2 separate regions of the Dromaius novaehollandiae genome follow, and region 2 is linked to region 1. Evidence: chromatin contacts called from public Hi-C data. All regions are on one chromosome and are shown on one strand. The core of a region is the stretch at or near the end of the contact, and the rest is flanking DNA. Distances in the headings are between cores, read along the strand shown.

What was found. Hi-C and Micro-C count contacts between places; a contact is called where the count stands out from the background.
Region 2: a contact with region 1 is called in a Hi-C map of brain, with 9 times the contacts expected there. The contact joins two enhancer-like sites. A contact is called at or near these places in 3 of 4 Hi-C or Micro-C datasets (brain, liver and ovary).

The regions. Positions count from the first base shown.
Region 1 is chr4:61,972,904-61,975,603 of bDroNov1.hap1, forward strand. LIMCH1 (LIM and calponin homology domains 1) reads right to left here. Exons shown (of 34, transcript XM_064511217.1): 21 at 1,523-1,616; 22 at 196-368. Among named protein-coding and RNA genes, the nearest start is that of PHOX2B, 47 kb to the left of the region's middle. Within about 2 kb of position 1,403, at least 1 of the 2 cell types and tissues checked has open chromatin away from gene starts, as enhancers often do.
Region 2 is chr4:62,152,100-62,154,799 of bDroNov1.hap1, forward strand. No RefSeq gene overlaps it. Among named protein-coding and RNA genes, the nearest start is that of UCHL1, 9.3 kb to the right of the region's middle. Within about 2 kb of position 1,327, at least 1 of the 2 cell types and tissues checked has open chromatin away from gene starts, as enhancers often do.

The DNA.
Region 1 (2,700 bases), core at 153-2,652:
CCAATAACAAGAGGATTCTGCACAGAAACCACCCTGCGGGGTTAGTCACTGGCAGGCTGCTTTGAATGAACCGCTAGTGTGACATTACATAGAGCAAAACACCAACCAGTTGTCTGTGCAGTGAACATTTGCCTGCGAGACCTTTCTTCCTCTGTTTTGTCTTGTTTTCTGCTCCGTCTCCTTGCCCTGACATACCTCCTGCGTAGCAGGGAGCTGTGCTTCCTTCTGCTGTTCCTTTTCAGGTTTCTTCACGTCTTTCTCGCTGGAAGCAGCTTCCTCCAAAGGGACAGGGCTAGCAGGTAACACTAAGCTGGTCACAACAGGGCTGGCACAAGCTGCAGTTGACCTGAACTGCTTTTGATCTGAAACTACTCCACACATACACGAGACAAAGTTGCAAAGCTAAGATATTTCTTCAAATAAAATGTAGCCCTCCTTACAATCTAATTTCTTACTGGATATACCATAAGCCCATGATCCAGGTGCTTTTAAAAATAATCTTTCAACACAGGCAAATTAATCTCAGAGAAGCCAGGACTTCTGTATTACCCATCAGGTGCAATTCAAGACTGTTAACCTCCATGCTGCTATACAATGATTTATCCACCAGAAAGGCTGGCCTGTTTCCACCTGTGAGCCACCAGAGTATTTAAGCCAGCTGATGAGCCCTTGCTAACAGTCTGTGTGCTTTAGAGACCTGCAGCACCTCAAGAAAAGGCTGGAGGTGCTTCTACTAATGGGGTGATGGTACTATGTTAAATATTTGATGGGAAAGCTCAATTGTTTAAGTAACTTCATGCTTGATGAGTGGAGCAATACATTTTTATACCAATTACAGGCAGAGATTTCTTGTAAATATCTGCTTCAAATTTTACCTTTTACTTACGCATACCACAATAAACTACGATAGGCCAATTTTAAAAAATGAATAACAAAAAAAAAAAAGAACATGAATTTAGTATGATAGTAGGCAGCAGATTAAATGCATGCTGAAGGGTAATGTTTTAGAGACACCGCTACTGGGGAAAGTAGACTCAAATGTAATAGAGAAGGACAATTTTACAAGTAAATTGCTTTCTTCTGATTAGGATTCATGCATGAAGGCTTTAAAGTGGAAAATCAAGAGCGCGTACAATACTGTTGATTTAATTCACTCCCAAATGCAAAACCCTAGGAGGAGGACTGAAGTACCTCATTCTTTAATGTCTTGAAAAAAATATGCTAAACACAAGCTGTTACTGACTGGTGGTTTCTGCCCTGATTGCTTTCTGGTTACAGCACACTATAGCAGCAGCTATTCAGGTACACGAACAACAAAGCAGACAACGCGCATCCAGAGCAATGCGCAGTTAAACGTGCAATTTTTGACATACTCTGCATTTCCTAACAAACCCTCGCGGTGCCGCTACAGACACGCTTATCGAGCTCCTGCGGCAGGATGGCCCAAAACCCCAGCCCGCTGGTGGGCCAAGGCCAGGGCCAGGGCCAGGGCCAGGGCTTGCCCTGGACAGCAGCAACTCACCCAGGGAAGCACACGCCAGGCTCACAGCTCCTGCACTTCCAGGGCCGGCCCCAACCTGTTGGCTGGCTGCTGTATCTTCTTCCACTGAAGAGGCCTGCAGACAATAATGTGGTTGAAACACGACGACTACAGTGGAAATAAAAGTATGTGTTGATTCCTTAAGGCAGTGCTTGCCGCTTCTTTGTAATGTATTTGAACCAAAATGTATCTGATTGAGCTCAGTAGGGAGCAGAGCACTGGGAAGTAAATTCATAAGCAGTATGTGCTATCTGGTGTGGAGTCACTGGGCTTTAACGTCCTTTCCTAAAGGTTCATCAACACCCATTACACAGTTGTTTTGGAATAGCCCATGCAAGTTTACAAAAATAGTAGGATATCTTGAATTGTGTTAGCTGAAGATAAGCATACCTTTCACCCTTATTTCTCTCTTCCAGAATAACATAACGACGTATGTATTAGTGAATACACAGCATCTTCTAAGGTTTTAAAAGTGACAAAATAATTAAATACTTCCTTTATTCCATGGCTGCCTAAACAATCTGTTATCTGAAGGAAAAAGCCAGAGTTCCTATCAAAGGTAATGAATACTTGAAACATTATTAAGAGAGGACTGAAAAAATATGGTGAGACCTTATCAAGCCAACAATTCAAATCACTTGTGAAGACAGCTTCCTGACCCAGGACAAGCCTGTTGCAGAACTAAATCCACACCATCAAAAAACAGTAGCACTTCAGCAGATCTCTTTAACAGCTTGCACTTACAGCAGCTTTCCCAGTAGGCAAAGCAAGAAAAGCTGCAGCAAACCAATCAGCTATTGCACAGTGCTTCTAACACACGAAAGACCTAGAATTTGATGCATTCAACAGAAAAAAAAAAAGACCACTTTTAGAAATAAAAAGTAACACATTTCAGAAGTGGTCTATTGTAGACTCACTGTTTCTCTGCCCATCTGATTAACAGCTGCAAGAGAAAATCTGATGAAATTTCCTCCCAGATGCTCCCACCATCTTTTCTGGGGGCAGGGCTCATACCTGCACCTCCTGCCTGTGAGCGGGTCTCCAGCTGCACAAAGTAAAATGCACACTTTGAAAGGGCAGCATGGAAAGTTTGAGGACCTCCTCTCCAACACGCCTGCCTGCGAGCGCCCCATATGGAGAGCAAGCAGGCAGGAAGCACA
Region 2 (2,700 bases), core at 77-2,576, 180 kb after region 1:
ATTTAGATTTATGAATATTCCTCAACTTCCCTGCATTGCTGAACTTTTTTTGTGGGATCGGAGTGGGGAGGAAAGGAGGGAGAGAGTAGTATTTCTTGAATCACGATGCAACAGAAGTCTACCAGCGAAATATCTTGAGGCATTATAAGAGGACTCAAGGGATTGTATGTCAATACAGGCACTCTTCTGCAGACAGACATGAGATCACCTGACTGTTCTCCAAGTTAATCAAGCTTTGGTTAGTCTAACACTGAGCCTTAGCTAATAAGCCATGCTAAGAGGTAGGGTATATTAACTCAGACCCAAAGCCAAACTAGTGTAAATATTAAACTCAGCCTGCAAAAAAACATGTAGTTATAAAGTTAGCTTTAATTCCAACTCTGCCATCAATTTCATGCATCACCTCAGGCAGGTCACTGAATCTACATCTCAGTTCCTTACTTGCAAAGTGGGGCTAGTAAACCTGCATTTCTCCCACTCTGCATACATTAAGACTGCAAGCTATTCTAATAAGATCTTAACGTGTACCTGTACAAAGACTTGAAAAGCAAATGCAATTCAGTCTGGCTATAGTGCTGCAAGTAATAGTGCCCCACCTTTCTCAGTGTGATGCTGAATGATCCTATGCAATAGAATTGCCTGTCTTGTTTTTTGTGGTACAGCACTTGAAACGTTAAACCCACTGAAATATTTTCCGCCCACTCTTGTTCCTCCAAAGTCATGCAGATCTCTGAATTTTTTATATCTTGCTGCAGACCTTGCAATGACAGCTAACCACATCTGAAACGCATGTAAAGCAACAAGTACAGAAGAAATTTTCAAATCAGTTCTAAGCTGCTCATTATGTATTTACTCATGCATTGGATTTCATCTAGAACTACATACATCTGATGCATGGCAATTCTTTAAAGAACCGGGAAACTTCATTAAACTGTTTATGTTATTCATGGAAGCTGATGCTGCTGGAAAGATGAGCCTGGAAAGATTAGCAGGAATGCTCTCCTTTTCCCATTTTCTCAGCACTTTCTGCTCTTCTTCCTGTATCCTGTCATCTTCGGGGCTGTTACACTCATCCTCAGGGAGGACTCACCTTACTTATGCTTCTGATCCATTGACCTTGGAAGAGCTCCCTCAGATCTGCCCCCTGCATAGATTCCTTTTTCCTCTACTGTCCCCAGCTCTTCTTCCCCTCCAAGCTAGAAGTGCCTTCGTGAAGAGACAGCCCTCCCACCTGCAACAAAACCTGCAGCCTCCTCCTAGATGCACAGGCTGCTGTTCTGTTCTTGTTCTTCCGCTCCAGTGTGAGTGGAAAAACAGCAGTCAGCAGCACCAGCCTTCGGCCTCCAGCTCGTCCTGCAGGAAACAGCTCCCCCACGTGTGGGACCAAGAGGAGCCTTCTGATGAGCTCCTCTTCCTGCAGCACAATATTCACTTCCCAAGGCTGAACACTGACAGCATTTCAAATTTTTCGTAGAACAACAGGTAACCTGGGGCAGTTTAACGACTATTGATTGTTAAATCTAGCCCCCTCCCCAGCATATGCAAAAGCAATAAATTGCAATATTTAAAAATAGCTAGCGATCATCTAGTATTTATCACAAAAATGTGTGTGTTGGCAGGGACCTCTGGAGACCATCTCGCCTGACCTCCTACTCAAGGTGGAACTACTGTCCATACTCTATCAGGTCAGCTGTGGTTTTGTCTAGCTGAACCTTGCAAATTTCCAAGGATGGTGATGCCCCCATTTTTCTGGTGACTTGTTCCAGTACTACACTACCTAGTGAATAAGTACTCTCCTAGTTTCGAAACATCCCAAACTGAACCTTCCGAGCTGCAATTCATGGCTATTGCCCTTTGCTTATACCACCTGCTGCTACCAGGAAAAAGTTGCTTCACCATCTTTGCAACTGCCCTTCAAGTTGCTGTAGGCTGCAATGAGATCCTCCCCAGCCCCCTCTTTGCCAGACTAAACAAGCCCAGCTCCCTCAGTCTCTCCTTGTGGGCCATGTCCTCTAGGCTTCCAACTGCCCTGGTAAGCCTTCTGATGGACCCTCACCAGGTCCTCTCCTGAAGGACATCTCCCAGAGGTGTCTTCTCCACATCCTTGCTGCACTGGAGAGCCCAGAACTGGACATGCTATTCCAGGTGCAGCCTCACCAGGGCCAGATAGGGAGGAATAGTGATTTCCCTTTATCTGCTGGCCACATTCATCCTAACAGTTTGGTATGCCATTTGCCTTACCTGTAAGGAGAGCACACAACATGTTGGCTTATATTCAACTTGGCACCCACCGTAATCCCCAGGGCCTGGTGAGCAGGGCTGCAACTCAGCCCATCACCTCCTCGCAGCCCATGCAGGTACAGGCGGTGGCCTCAGGCAGGTGCTGCACCTTGCCCTACTGAGCCCTGCACAGTTTCTCTCAGCCCAGGCATCTAATGTATCAAGGTCCCTTGGGTTTGAAACATGTGGTGCGTCAACCACTCCCTATAATGTAGTATCACCATGTGCAAGAATTTTAAAAATGACAAAATGCAAGTGGTATTTTAATTCCTTCAGTCACTAAAGAATTTTAATGATATTTCTCAGCTTTCAGTGTTCATAGCTGGCTGCATTTTTTCCAAGGTCTCATTTGTTCTCATTCAATTCCTAGACTCACTGAACTGCAGTCCTGTCATCAACCTCTTCTTGGCTGCCTGCAGC